Regions from separate parts of the Sus scrofa genome. Here all the other regions are linked to region 1. Evidence: chromatin contacts called from public HiChIP or PLAC-seq data. All regions are on one chromosome and are shown on one strand. The core of a region is the stretch at or near the end of the contact, and the rest is flanking DNA. Distances in the headings are between cores, read along the strand shown. Region 1 overlaps ADAMTS7 (A disintegrin and metalloproteinase with thrombospondin motifs 7). Region 2 holds the start of DNAJA4 (DnaJ heat shock protein family (Hsp40) member A4). Region 3 overlaps RASGRF1 (ras-specific guanine nucleotide-releasing factor 1). Region 4 overlaps CTSH (cathepsin H). Region 5 overlaps MORF4L1 (mortality factor 4-like protein 1).

The links. HiChIP or PLAC-seq counts read pairs in DNA pulled down with a chosen protein or histone mark.
Region 2: a contact with region 1 is called in an H3K27ac HiChIP or PLAC-seq map of skeletal muscle. The contact joins the promoter of DNAJA4 here to the enhancer-like site in region 1. A contact is called at or near these places in 2 of 5 promoter capture datasets (fetal liver and liver), 4 of 47 Hi-C or Micro-C datasets (fetal heart ventricle, fibroblasts, mesenchymal stem cells and 1 more) and 1 of 2 datasets of contacts at active chromatin or transcription factors (skeletal muscle).
Region 3: an H3K27ac HiChIP or PLAC-seq map of alveolar macrophages shows a contact between it and region 1. The contact joins two enhancer-like sites. A contact is called at or near these places in 1 of 47 Hi-C or Micro-C datasets (subcutaneous adipose tissue) and 2 of 2 datasets of contacts at active chromatin or transcription factors (alveolar macrophages and skeletal muscle).
Region 4: a contact with region 1 is called in an H3K27ac HiChIP or PLAC-seq map of skeletal muscle. The contact joins two enhancer-like sites. A contact is called at or near these places in 2 of 2 datasets of contacts at active chromatin or transcription factors (alveolar macrophages and skeletal muscle).
Region 5: an H3K27ac HiChIP or PLAC-seq map of alveolar macrophages shows a contact between it and region 1. The contact joins two enhancer-like sites.

Annotation. Positions count from the first base shown.
Region 1 is chr7:47,929,110-47,931,807 of Sscrofa11.1, forward strand. It overlaps ADAMTS7 (A disintegrin and metalloproteinase with thrombospondin motifs 7), which reads right to left. Exons shown (of 24, transcript XM_021098839.1): 23 at 2,504-2,666; 24 at 1-312. The coding sequence ends at 155. Among named protein-coding and RNA genes, the nearest start is that of ADAMTS7, 64 kb to the right of the region's middle. Within about 2 kb of position 1,317, at least 35 of the 83 cell types and tissues checked have an H3K27ac peak or open chromatin away from gene starts, as enhancers often do. A contact at or near this core is called in alveolar macrophages, fetal liver, liver and 2 more, where this site is marked.
Region 2 is chr7:47,673,552-47,676,249 of Sscrofa11.1, forward strand. It overlaps DNAJA4 (DnaJ heat shock protein family (Hsp40) member A4), which reads right to left and starts at 1,339. Exons shown (of 8, transcript NM_214339.1): 1 at 1,318-1,339; 2 at 1,030-1,168. The coding sequence starts at 1,161.
Region 3 is chr7:48,158,874-48,161,571 of Sscrofa11.1, forward strand. It overlaps RASGRF1 (ras-specific guanine nucleotide-releasing factor 1), which reads right to left. Exons shown (of 27, transcript XM_003128446.6): 15 at 567-940. Among named protein-coding and RNA genes, the nearest start is that of CTSH, 54 kb to the left of the region's middle. Within about 2 kb of position 1,363, at least 8 of the 83 cell types and tissues checked have an H3K27ac peak or open chromatin away from gene starts, as enhancers often do. A contact at or near this core is called in alveolar macrophages, where this site is marked.
Region 4 is chr7:48,085,436-48,088,133 of Sscrofa11.1, forward strand. It overlaps CTSH (cathepsin H), which reads right to left. Exons shown (of 12, transcript NM_213929.2): 11 at 1,159-1,284. Among named protein-coding and RNA genes, the nearest start is that of CTSH, 19 kb to the right of the region's middle. Within about 2 kb of position 1,391, at least 37 of the 83 cell types and tissues checked have an H3K27ac peak or open chromatin away from gene starts, as enhancers often do. A contact at or near this core is called in alveolar macrophages and skeletal muscle, where this site is marked.
Region 5 is chr7:48,061,455-48,064,152 of Sscrofa11.1, forward strand. All of the region lies in intron 3 of MORF4L1 (mortality factor 4-like protein 1), which reads left to right. Among named protein-coding and RNA genes, the nearest start is that of MORF4L1, 13 kb to the left of the region's middle. Within about 2 kb of position 1,302, at least 1 of the 83 cell types and tissues checked has an H3K27ac peak or open chromatin away from gene starts, as enhancers often do. A contact at or near this core is called in alveolar macrophages, where this site is marked.

The DNA of each region.
Region 1 (2,698 bases), core at 67-2,566:
CCTTTTCTGAGGGGAGGGGTCCCCAGCCTGCCGCTGGCAGGGGCGGGTTAGCACCATGAGGGCGCGAGGGACAGGGGCTCCGCCGCGGCCCGTGCTGGGCGCTGAGGTCTGTGTGTCTGTCGATCTGGGAATCCTGGCTGGGCTGGGCCGTGGGTCAGCGGCGGGCGACCCGCTGATGGCCACGGGAGGGGGCGCCGTGGCCGGGCAGGGGGCAGGAGCGACAGCACTGGGAGCGGACGGTGGGCAGCTGGCAGCGGCCCAGCAGGCGCAGAGTCTCGCAGAAACCAAACGACAGGCGATCGCGCTCACAGCCTGGGGGCAGAGGGAGGGTCAAGACACCAGAACAGCCCCGTTCCTGCCTGTACCCAAGTGGCATGGCTTCCCTGAGATTTGACCAAGGCCCTCTCCTTGCCCCTCAGCAGCCTTAAGGGGACCTGCAGCCACCACCGAAGCATCGGCCTGCTGTTTCCAGAGGGGCTCCCCTGGACCTGAGTTGCAGATCTCCAGCTGTTAGTCTGTCCCACTTGGCCTTGGCCCCCACCTTCAGGGCTGGAGCACTGGCACTGCTGGGCTCAGGTTTCCAGAGGAAAGTGCTCATGAGAAGTCAAGGGGCCTGCCACCCCTCTCTGTCCCCGCAGGCTCCAGCAACCTGACATGTCAACTAAGGTCCCAGGTGCCTCAGGCCAGCCTACAGCGGCCTCTGCCCTCCAGCCCTGCCACCTCCCTCTGCCCAAAGGCACCTGTCAGGCCTCCCTGACCCCCTGCAGCCACATGGGTGATACTCAGCTTCAGTTGTGGGTCACATACCAGGTCTCATCAGCCAGGCCAAGCACTGAGGCCCAGAGAGAGCAGGTGTGACCTGGACCATAGAGCCCATCAGCGGAACCCAGGCCTCCTGAGGGTGGCCAGAGGAAGGCTGCAGGCCGGCTGTGCCTGTCCGGGGCTGAGGCTTGGCAGGCTCTCCTGCCCTGTGCTTATCAAAGCTATTTTGGGACGCGGCTTGCTTCCAGCCTCCTGGCCTTGCGCCCGCCGCCTCTGACAGCCCCCAGCTGCCGCCTGGCCCTGCTCACTCCAGCTGACACCCCAGGGGAAGAGAAGCAGGAAGGCAACTGGCAGCCCTGGGACATTCCTGGGTCCCAGCAGAGGGCACAAGGCAGCAGGCTGGCTCCTCCACTGTGGCTCTGGGGAGCAGCTCTAACATACGCAGCTGCAGACCTGTTCCTGCTGTGTGACCTCAGGCCAGTTTCTTAACCTCTCCAGAGCCCCACCTCCACAGGCCAACGGATGTGGCCAAGCTGTGTCCGCTGCCTCAGCACGATGACTACACACCCTGGAGTTAACAGGCTTTCCAAACGTCCTGCCACACAGCCCCACAGAGCATCAAAACATCCTGGGGACTCCAGGGTCTCAACATGCAGTCACTTCCTTGGCTGGTCTCCGCCCCTGACTCCTCACCTGGGCACCAGCAGCCAGCCTGAGGCTGTGCGCGGGAGGCGCTGAGGCGCTCGGTGGATGGATGCTGAGGGCAGGGTGCTCAGGGTGGGTGGGATTTCTGCTGGGCCTCGAGGTAAGGAGACCTGGGCAGGAAGACCACACTGGCCAGTGGCATGGGCAGCAAAGCACAGCAGTAGCTAGGCTGGGCCTGTCCAAGGACTGCCAAGGAGCCAGTCTGGGGGGACCTTGTCCTGGGGGGACCTTGTCCTAGGAGCAGGGGTCAGACGTGATAAGCACAGAAGCTGCTGGGTTCTCATGACTTTCAGAGGTAGCTCGAGGCGCTCTTCCTAACCTCATGAGGGGCGATGCGGTGACCACGAGGGAAAGGAAGCAGCCAGCCTTCTCTGAGCACGTCCCGGGCCCTTCCCCTTAAGACCTGACTTAGGAGAACAGGGGTCGTCTGTGCCTTTACACTCTAAGAGTGGCGGCCTGGACAGGGATGTGGGGTGGCCAGGAGTGACTCCAGGACCACAGTTTCTGTGCTCAGCACCGCTGGATGGGGCCAGCGGGGGTGCTATGCTGCAGGAAGGAAGTGTGTGTGTGTGTCCAGAGCCCCCTCTGGCAGAGGCTCTTCCTCCAGGAGGACCCAGCTGGCCAGGAAGCCACCCGCTGCTGGGAGCTCGCAGGACCCCAGGAGGGAGGCCCTTTCCTGCGGCTCCTCTGCTCATTCCGGGCAGCCCTCCCCTGGCCAGGAAGCGGACAGGCCAGAGCCTGGGCTGGGCTCACCCCGGCCTGCGGCCCTGTCTCAGGGACATCCCAGCCTTATTCTGGGGGCAGGCGCGTAACTGAGACCAGAAGGGAAAAGAGCTTGCCTGGGGTCACACACAGACTAGGGGCTGAGGCTGCAACCTCCATGCCTCCCCTGCACTCAACAAAGCTGCCCGCGGGGGGACGACTCCCCTGGGGCCCCACCCCAGCACAGCCCCAGTTGCTCCGAGGCTCCCCCTCAGCTGGTGCCCAATGGCCTGAGGACCCCCATCTCCCCACTGAGAGCCGTCGGGGCACTCACGTGGCAGCTCTGTGAGCTCGCAGTCCTGGATGCCACAAGGCCGGGAGCTCTCGGGCCAGGCCTCGTGGCCGCACTGGTCGCTGTCTTCCTCGGGCAGCCCACTCTGGGTATTAACGCACTTGACCAGGCGCCGCTGGACGCCGCCACCGCAGGGGGCTGAGCACTGCAGGGAGCGGGGCAGGGGTGAGCCTCCCC
Region 2 (2,698 bases), core at 89-2,588, 260 kb before region 1:
ACAAAAGCCCCACCTCCCAACAACCATCTAGGATAGATAATCCGAAGTTTTATAAGAAAATAGCAAGAAGTCAAAGGAGGAGTGAGAAGGCCAACAAGCTTTCCCTAGGATCAATGCCTGATCTTCCTAGTCGTCTATTCAGGTGCAGAATGAGCCTCCTTGGGCATAAAAAAGCAGCTTGACTCTTCCTTTGAACAGGATGAAAAGTTTAATTCAGGCCTCCGCTGTGCAAAGCATTTTTCAGCCTATTATTGGTACTGAGGATCAATTATGGGTCGTTTGCCACAGAAAATCCGGACTGTTCACTTAAAATGATGTGTCAGATTAAAGATCTCCGTGTCCCTCTTTAATAAAGAAAAATGCGATTAATCAATGTCTGACAACCTTTATCAGGCAGAAGACCGGCCCCCAGGACAAATCCAGTCCAGCCATTCTCAAGAAGGACACCGGGTTTGTCCAAGGTACCAGCTCAGACGAAAAGAAACTCATCTCTAGGGCTTACGCATCAACAGGGAATATGAGCACAAAAATAATCCAATCCTGGTCATTCGCAGCAAGTAACCAACTTCGGGTCACGCGTGCCTCAGTTTCCCGGCTGGCTGCCTCTCCTGTAAGGAATGCCCGCACATCCTATGAGAACTGGGGTCCCGCGTTTCAGTCCCAGCCCTTCTTGGCGTTCGGAGGGGCCCCCTGAACACTCGTGGAGCGAACGGAGGATGAATGGGCTGCACAGGGGATCACGAGGGGCCCCGGTGCCTCCCCCCACCGCCTGCTCTCGCCGGGCGAGGGGCGGGCGCTTGACAAAGTGCCCTCCACCTGACCGCGCCGCGCCCCCTCGGCCTCGGGCCACCCTCGGCTCGGCCCGGCCCCGCTGCGGGGTGCGCGGCGCCTGGCGACCGCCTCACCAACAAATGCGGCTCGGGTTCCCCACCGACTTCAATAATTCACAGCCCCCGAGCTCCCGGGCTGAATAATTGACGGCGGGCCCCGCGCGAGCCCGGCCCGCACCGCCCCGAGCCCGGCCCGCACCTTCTCGCCCTCATCCGGGTTCTTGTCCGGGTGGTACTTCAGCGCCAGCTTCCGATAGGCCTTCTTGATCTCCTCCGGGGAGGCGCTGGGCTTCACCCCCAGGATGTCATAGTACTGGGTCTCCTTCACCATCTTGTCTCTGCGGGGCGGGGCGGGCAGGACGGTCAGTGCGCCCCGAACGCCCCCGTCGGGCCTCTGGCCCGCGCCCCCGCTGCCCGCCCGCGCGTCACGGTCACGGGCGCCGCCGCCCGAACCTCCCGCCCGCCCGCCAGCCCGCGCCGGGCCGACCTCCGCGCCCGGCACCGCCGCACTCGAGCCGCCGCCTCCTCCGCGGCGGGTTTTATTCGGCGCCGGCGGAAGGTTCCACAAGGAGACAGTGACGCCACAAAGACCCAGAAGCTTCGCGGAGGTTCCGGCGGCGCCCGGGGCTGCGGGCTAGCGCGCCGCGGAGAGTACGCGGCAGGGACCCCGACGCCCCAGCTCACCCGGTGTCTTCGGCCCCCTGCTCCTCCGGCCGCCCGTCTGACTCCCCGGAGCTCCAATTCTGGCTGCCGCCGCGGGCCATGTTGGGGGGCTTGGAAGATGGCTTCGGCGTGGAGGGTGCCTTCCGACGACAGTCCCGCCGCCCCGGGGCTGTCCCCTTTCCCTTCCGCGGGTCCGTGGGTCCGGTTGGCTCCAGGAGAGCGCGGCCTGGAGGGTGGCGTCGGCGGGAACCCGGGTGGAGGGGTTGGACTGGGAGGGCTGCGCCCCACGGTCCGCACCCGGCCTCTCCCTGGGGGTGTGGCCGCCCTCTGTTTGGTCATGGTCCCGGTGCGCCCTGAGGCCTATCTCGGATTGTTGCATTTTTGAGGGGTTTGGAGTGGGTTGGGGCCTCTCCCGCTGCGTGGCCACATTTCCTGAGGCCCTGCAGCTACTGGCGCCCCTCAGGGCATCTTCAAGGCTGAGCAGAGCCTAAGCCCTTCCAGATACATGCAGTGGTGCTTTGCTGACCCCAGCTGTGGACGGTGGTCTTACTGCCCACACCTGGGAGCCTCTGAAGTCCCCCAGATGTGAGCAGCGATGTCCCCCAGGTCTCCACAGGGTGGGCAGTGCGCTCTCTTCTCCGAGCCCACACAGTTGGACTAGGCTCATGCACACGCTAGGGGTGGGAGGGCGAGTCCAGTGACTGCAGCAGGACTCTCGTTGCCCAGGAGGGAGGGATAGTAACAGGCCCAGGACTTCCTTCACTGTGCCCAGGTCCCAGTAGTGCCCGGTAGCCAGGATCACTACCCGCTGCAGTTACGTGGGCGTGGAAAGCAGCACTATCAGAGAAGTGCAGGCCTTCTGCTCCAGCCCAGCCTGGGCTTCTGCAGGTGGAACGCTGTCGGAGAGGGCCACTGCTCACCTCTCTGGGATCCTTTGGCTTCGTTTTTGGCCCTGTGGCTGAAGCAGGCACTCTCCCTCTTCCACGTGTTCAGTAGAGGTGAGAAACAACTTTTAACTTACAAGAGAAGTTGCTCGTGGGTATGCTTGGAGGCATTGCTTTTTTTCATCTCAGACTCCTCTGGAGCAGTAACCTTTGGCAGAGAACTCACAGCTAGAGGTCAAGAAGCTTGATTCCATACCCAGCTGTTGTTAACTCTATGAGCCTTATGTCTCTGAGCTGGTTTCCTCATCAGCAAGACATGGT
Region 3 (2,698 bases), core at 113-2,612, 230 kb after region 1:
TTGCCCCCGTCCCTCCCTCGTCTTGCCCACTCCATTCTCTTTGTCTAGAGTGTCCTCTCGTTCTCCTGGTGAAAATCTAGATCTAATGGGTTCTCGAGGAAGCCTTCTCTGACTCTCCCGATGGTGTCCCCACACCTCCCTGGAGCATCCCTCTAGCACAGCAGGTGTCAGGTGCCTGGTCCTGCTCTTCAGGGGTGCTGGGAATCCCTGGGGGGCAAGAACTAGGTCTGAGGCCCTCTTCTCTCCCAAGCCCTGACCAGGGCTGGGCCCAGGACATGCCCACCTCCTTGGACAAATACAAGGAGGCAGGAGGCAGCTGTCGTCAGGGGATTGCGGAGCTGGATGATGGGAGAGACACTTATCCCACTTCTTTGGAATCTTTGCTGTCGTTCTGCAGCCTGGGCTCCCAAATTCAGCTGCTTCTCCCCGTTCCAGGCTCTGCTCTTTCTCCCTGATCAGGCGGGGACCCTCAGCCGCCCCTCCTGTCCCAGGGCAGCCTGGCAGGGCTGGGCCGGCCTCCGTGGGCCGGCGAGCCAAGGGGGTGGCTCGGCCCTGCATCCACTCACTCTGCTTTCTGAGAGCTGAGGGTTCTTCAGGCTTCTCAGCGGTCGTATCGCCCTCATCTGGAATCTTGCTGGCAAAGCTGCTGGACACGTAGAGCTTGCTGGTGTCCAGGGTGGCCTTGCTGAAAGGCGACATGGCCGAGTACATGCTGGTGTAGCCGTTGGAGTTGCAGCTGAGGGCGGCCAGGTCCAGGGCCTTGCCGCCCGTGATGATGGGGATATTCAGGGAGAGCTTCCGCCGGCGGCTGGGTGACGACGTCTTGGTGATGGACAGGGGTGGCGGCGAGGAGAACTTGCGGGTGGCTCGTGGGGACTTGGGGGGGTCCCCGTACAGGAGCTTGTTGTTTTGGCCGCTGGCAAACAAGAGCTCCAGTGACCTGTGGGAGGGCAGGGAGTGAAAACAAATGGTCAGCAGGGGCCTGACTGCCTGCCCAGGCCTGGCCCCCCACCCCCGGTCCTGGGGGGCTCAGAGGGCCAGCACGGCTCCCTCATTCTCATGATCCCTGACACCCAGGCCGACCCTCTGAGCAGGTGGGTTTGAGAGGAGGCCAGGCCAAAAGGCCTGTGCGGTTAAATGGCTGCAGCCAGGTGTCTATAGACCCAGGTGTCCCGCTTTGGGAGGGGACATGGGCTTTGGTGGCACAGTGCCTGACGCTCCCTCTTCGGCCTCCCTCTGGTCGGCAGCAGAGAAACCTGACCCGCGCGTGCCTCTGAGAAACCTCTCTAGGTGCCCCCAACAGGCCTGCTGTCACCCACACCCTCTGACCTCAGACTCACCCAGGTCCTGGGAGTTTATGGACAAGGGAGCTGAGCTCGGAGACAGGAAATGACTCATCTGGCACCTCCTGACTCTAAACCCATGTCCTTTCTATTTCACTCAGGTGCTTGATTGGCCTCGGTGGATACTTGGGGGCAGGAAGCTGAGGCGGGGGGTCTCCCAGCAGTCCCAGCCATTCTTCTTTTCATCCTCAGACAGGGCCCACACCTCAGGGCCAGGGTGGAAAAAGGGGATGGTACATAATAGTACCAACAGTTGCCCACAGCATGGAATATGTTAATCCCGGGAGAGACTGTATCATTTTTTTTGTCTTTTCTAGGGCCGCACCCTTGGCATATGGAGGTTCCCAGGCTAGGGGTTGAATTGGAGCTGTAGCCACTAGCCTACACCACAGCCACATCAATGCCAGATCCAAGCCATGTCTGCGACCCACACCATAGCTCACGGCAATGCCGGATCCTTAACGCACTGAGCAAGGCCAGGGATCAAACCTGCCACCTCATGGTTCCTAGTCGGATTCGTTAACCACTGAGCCATGATGGGAACTCCAGACCGTATCATTTAATCCTCACCATTGCCCTGGGAGGAAGGTATTCTTATTTCCGTGTCACAGATGGAACGCCGAAGCTCAGGGAGGTGAAGGGATTCGGCCCAGGTGACAGGGCTGCACTGGGATCAGAACCTGCGTCTTTCCACTGACAGGCTGTGCCTGCTGGGTGGAATCCTAGGAGGTTCCCAGGTTCCTAGGAATGTGAGGGTCCCTGGGGAACGGTCTCCAGTGGTTTTCAGGCTTGAATCCATCCTGGATAGGGTGGTTCCTCCTGCTGTCTCAGGGCCCCGGAAAGCTGGCTGCTGAGGTTAAGCAGGTGAACCTTGAGCACTGGGGGGTGGGGGTAGGGGTGGGAGGAAGCAGGGAGGAACTGGGGGAGGGGACAGAGGAGACACAGGGGGCAGCTGGCCTGCTCTGGCAGCAGAGGTATAGGGCCAGCGGAGGGACAGTTAGAGTTGCCAGGCTTCCTAACCCCTCCTTGTGTCCTGGGCTTGCACTCAGGACTGGCTTGGCCTCCCAGCAGCCCTGGGGAGTTGCTATAACTCTGAGGCTCTGCTCTAGGCAGCCCCAGAGTGGACGCCCTGGCCCCAGTCTTGCCGGGGCGGGTGTTGAGGGAGCACTCAGGGGTGCTCGGAGGCTTACTGCAGCATCCACAGCTGAGGTCCAGGCAGAAAAGGAAAGCACCTGTTGGCCCCCACATTTCCTGGCAGGTCCCTCCCAGAGCAGTGAGGTCCATGGGGATCCCTGAACTTGACCTACCCCTAGGGAGCCTTAGGTAGATCCTTCATGACTCTATTGGGTGGGGGT
Region 4 (2,698 bases), core at 141-2,640, 160 kb after region 1:
TGTGAATAATTTCTCCTTCCCTCTACTTGGCTGTCAAAAGAACCCTCTTTTTGCTTTTTAGGGCCACACGCACAGCATATGGAGGGTCCCAGGCTAGGGTCAAAAATAGGAGCTACGGCTGCCAGCCTACACCACAGCCACAGCAACCTCAGATCCAAGCCACTTTGGGGACCTACATCACAGCTCACACCAGATCCTCAACCCACCGAGAGGGCCAGGGATTGAACCTGCACCCTCATGAATGCTAATCAGGTTCATTACCACTGAGCCACAACAGGAACCCCAAGAACCCTCTTACTCTATCTGCGTCTCACTTCTCTCCAGAATTCCTAAGGGCCCCCTTCTTAGCCCTGCCTAGGCCCTCACATGGTTATTTAAATATCACCAGGACCCCCTGTGGTAACAGAGGAAAGTCTCCTTTTCCCATGAGGACATACAAAGTCTGAGAGGAGAGACCTGGACAAAATCACATCAAGATAGGTATATGGGGAGTTCCCGTCGTGAAGCTGCAGAATCAAATCTGACTAGGAACCATGAGGTTGCAGGATCGATCCCTGGCCTCACTCAGTGGGTTAAGGATCCAGCGTTTCCCTGAGCTGTGATGTAGGTCACAGACTCAGCTTGGATCTGGCATTGCTGTGGCTACGGTATAGGCCGGCAGCTGTAGCTCCAATTGGACCCCTAGTCTGGGAACCTCCATATGCCATGGGTGTGGACAAAAGACAAAAAAAAACCCAAAAAAACAAAAAAAACTAGATAGGTACCTGGGCCACCTGATTCCAGCCCTCTTCTCCTACAAAGAGGAGCTGTCAACCATCAGGGGTTAACTTGTTGCCTTGATTTCTCACCAGTGGGCCCTTCCCGATGTGGGCTTAGTCCCAGCAAGGCTTTGTGTTGTGAACTCTTTCCTAGCCGTGGACACAGAACCTACTGAGCCAAACAGACTCCTGTTCCTGGCACAGCATCTTTAAGATGTGGCATCCAGGGAGAGAGGGGCTGCTGGAGGGGTCTTGAGGGCGTGAGACTCCATCCTCACACTCCCCTCCTCCTGGCTTGGGCCAAGGCTCAGCTGACCAGCCCCTTCTTGGAAGCCACATTTGAGGTGGAGGTCTCCTCCGAGGGCCCCCCTCCCAGCACAGGGAACTGGAAGCTGCTTACCCATTCATTCCCCACTGGGGACCCCATGAGTTTTTCACAATCCAATATGGTATCCCATTTTCTTCTCCGTACCCAACAGCCAGTACTGCGTGGTTGACTTTATCTGGAGTTTTATGGCAGGAGGTACTGGAAAACCAAAATAAAAAGTGTTTGCAAATATGGAAATTGTACAAGATGACTCAATCACACCCAAGTGATTGAGAGCAGTGTTGCGCAAAGAGAGGGGGCTGGAGATCATTAAAGGCGGTGCGTTAAGTCGATGAGTCACAGTGCAAGAGCAGTGTTCTCCTCCGCCCCTTGGGTTCTGCTCACCCAAAGGAAAGCATCTTGGTGTGGTGCTGGCCCAGCTCGGACACCTAACACTTTCCAATGTCTCTCTCTTCACAAGCAGAGAGGAGCCCTCTGGTTGCACCTCTGAGGGCAACAGTGCCTGGTCAGTGTGTCACACAGCATTGCTTTGCTGCCACTGTATTTATTTTGAGGATCCCCTTTAAGAATGGATGTGTGTATATGTAGAACTGAATCACTTTATTATACAGCAGAAATGATCACAACATTGGAAACCATCCCTACGTCACTAAAACTAAAATGACTCCCTTGTATTTAAGGGCAATTATATAGGTTTCCCATATAAGACAGTGAACTAGTTTAGTTCCCATAAGGAAACACTGAGAATTTCCAGAGGACAAACAGCAGTGCTCAAGTATCCGTTCAGCTGATGGGTAACTGAGTTTCTGGTCTGTGCCAGGCAGGCCTGGGGCAAGGAGCCTGGACGCCAGCAGCGGGCAAAGCTCTGCTCCTGAGTTTAGGAGGCTTCCTTGGCAGGGAGCAGACTGGCAGGGAGCAGAAGAGGCTACTTCCTTACAGTGGACTGAGGGCTGTGCCAGCTGTGACAAGAGCCCAAAGGGAGGGCCCAACCACTTGAGGGTGGGGGGGAAAGAAACTTTCCTGAGAAGGGAGGGCACCTGCATAAAAGCACAAACCCTTGGCGGGGGGGGGCCTGCAGCGGGGGGCACAGGTGGAACAGGGAGGATGAAGGTGGTTCTGATGGGAGATGAGCTGGAGAGATTTTAAGTCTTCCTTCAGCTAAGCTAGGACACTGAACACTGGGAAGACATGGAGTCTGTAGGAGTTGGTGTGGCAAGAAGAATGTTCCAGAAGGCTGACTGGCCACGAGTTGGGGCACAAAGATGAGCCAGTGAGGAAGCAACAGAGACAGAGACATGGGGGAGAGAGTGGAGAGCCGTGTCTGACTGTGGGGAGGAAACATGGGACCCAAGGTTTCCAGGGGCTATCCAGCTGTGGGGAGGCCCTTGGCCCTAGGTGTCTAACGCTCGGCAGAGACCCGGCTGGCAGATGGAGATGTGGAAACTGTCAGCAAACAGTTGGAGTTCAAGGAGTGTGTGAGAAGAGGGCAGAAGGCTGAGGAGAAAGCCCTGGAGAACACTGGCATTTAGAAACATTTAGAAACAAATGCCAAGGAGGCCATGAACGAGACACCAGGCCGCTGCCAGAGGGGCTGAACTCACGTTGCAAAAGA
Region 5 (2,698 bases), core at 52-2,551, 130 kb after region 1:
TTTAAGCTAAATTCTACACCTAGTTACTGAGATTACTTTGTACTATGCTGTCTGTATCAGAAGTGCTGTGAGGCCCAGGCGCTCTGAAAAAACTTTGAAGAGACGTGAGGATATTGTAGCCCTTTTTCCTGTTCCTGAAGGAGCTCCCTCAGTACACCACCCCCTCCTGACCTCTAGGTAAATGCATGTTTTAAAGTTTTCTCAAGGAAATCATGTTGAGGGTTGCATTTTATTATTTATTCTACTTTTGGCTATCTTAGAGGTCAGAGGTGGGAAGTCATTAAGTAAAAAACTGAGAATACATCTAATAGTGTCAATAAAGGAGCTCCATCAGCAGGAGAAAAGAATCTGCACAAAAAGTTCAGCATTCCCTAAGAAATAACCTGGCCTTTGTTTTTCCCTTTGGAAAAAAAAATCACATCAGAGACCTTGCTTTGAACAAAGTCCTACTATATAGTACAGGTAATTGTATTCCGTATCCTGTGATAAGCTGTAATAGAAAAGATTATGAAAAAAAATGTGTATATATATATATATATATATATGTGTGTGTAACTGAATCACTCTGCTGTACAGTAGAAATTAACAACATCAACGATATGTCAATAAAATAAATATTTTAAAAATACCTTGTTTTGAAGTTCCTTGTGGCTCAGTAGGTTAAGAATTTAGTGTCGTCACTGCCGTGGTGCAGTTAAGATCCCTGGCCACATGCCCCAGGCGAGGCCTAAAAAAATTCCTGGGCCAGGGATTGAACCCAAACCTCCACAGCTACCCAAGCCGCTGCACTTGGGTTCTTAACCCACTGTGCCACAGTGGGAAGTCCTGAAGGAGCTTTTCCAAGTGACAGAATGCTTTAGCAACTAGATATTTTAAGAGAGTGGTTGGTTCTACCTTTTGTTATTTAGAAAGGCATTCTTGTGGCTATCTGTTGGAAGTAGGTGTATTCGTGAGTGAAGGTTTAAGATGATGTGGTTGGAGTTCCGTGTTGTGGAACAGTGGTTAACAAATCTGACTAGGAACCATGAGGTTGCAGGTTCGGTCCCTGCCCTTGCTCAGTGGGTTAACGATCCGGCATTGCCGTGAGCTGTGGTGTAGGCTGCAGACGCGGCTCGGGTCCCGTGTTGCTGTGGCTTTGGCGTAGGCTGGCAGCTACAGCTCCGATTCAACCCCTAGCCTGGGAACCTCCATGTGCCGCAGGAGCAGCCCAGGAAATGGCAAAAAGACAAAAAAAAAAAAAAGATGATGTGGTTTAATAACTATTTTAACACTTGGGGGAGGGGAGAGCATGTGGAAGTTCCTGGGCCACGGATCCAACCCAGGCTGCAATTAGCAGCCTGCACCACAACTGAGGCAATGCTGTATCCTTAACCTGCTGTGCCACAAGGGAACTTCCTGTAACACTTCAATATACAGTCTTAGCTGAGTTGATCTAGGTGGTATTAGAGTATTGTAGATACATGTGTCTGACATACCTTTGAGTGTTTATTTTTTGTGTCAAACTTTCAAGTGTTTTACATGTATAATTTTCATAATGATCCTATGAGATAGGTACTGTTACTCCTCATTTTATATGTAATGAAACTAAGACACAGAGAATTACATAACTTTGTAACAAAGTTAACCAGTTTTAGTTCTTTAATTTATTTTTTATTTATTTTTTTATTTTTTGTCTTTTTTGCCATTTCTTGGGCCGCTCCCACGGCATATGGAGGTTCCCAGGCTAGGGGTCGAATTGGAGCTGTAGCTGCCGGCCTACGCCAGAGCCACAGCAACGCAGGATCCGAGCCGCGTCTGCAACCTATACCACAGCTCACGGCAACGCCGGATTGTTAACCCACTGAGCAAGGGCAGGGACCGAACCCGCAACCTCCTGGTTCCTAGTTGGATTCGTTAACTACTGCGCCATGATGGGAACTCCTAGTTCTTTAATTTAAAGTCAGCTTATTATGGATTCCTGTGCCTTATTTTTTTGAAATTAAAATTCATTTATTTATTTATTGGCCACCCCTGCAGCATGTGAAAGTTCCCAGGCCAGGGATGGAACCCAAGTCACAGCAGTAATCTGAGCTTCTGCAGTAAGAGCACTGGATCTTTAGCCTGCTGCACCACAAGGAAATTCAACATTCTTTTTGATATCTTTATACTGTAAGGATAATTGCTTAGGGGCTCTTAGGCTAATGCCTTGCTCTTGTGCTTTTTTTTTTGGACTCTCAGGGCCGAAGATGTGGCATAGGAAGCTCCCAGGCTAGGGGTCGAATTGGAGCTAGATCCTAGCTGCGTCTGTGACCTACACCATAGCTCACAGCAACGCCGGATCCTTAACCCATTGAATCAAACCTGCATCCTTGAGAATACTAGTCAGATTTGTTTCCGCTGCACCACAGCAAGAACTCCCTGCTCTTGTGCTATTTTAAAGAACAATGTGAATGATCTCTTTTGGATTCTGGCAGTTTAGATTTGGAACGTTGCTTTTCAGAATACGTTTATTGCCTTTTGATAGAACAGATTTTCACTTTAGTTGAAAGTGAATTTGTAATGCTGGTTCAGCAAATTAGTTCAAAGAGATCCAAAGACTTGCCTCTTGGATTTCTTAAAATGAGAAATTGGAGGACAGAGTCTGAATACTAATGAAATATTTTGTTTTTTTAAATTATTTTTATTTTTTCCATTATAGTTGGTTTACAGTGTTCTGTCA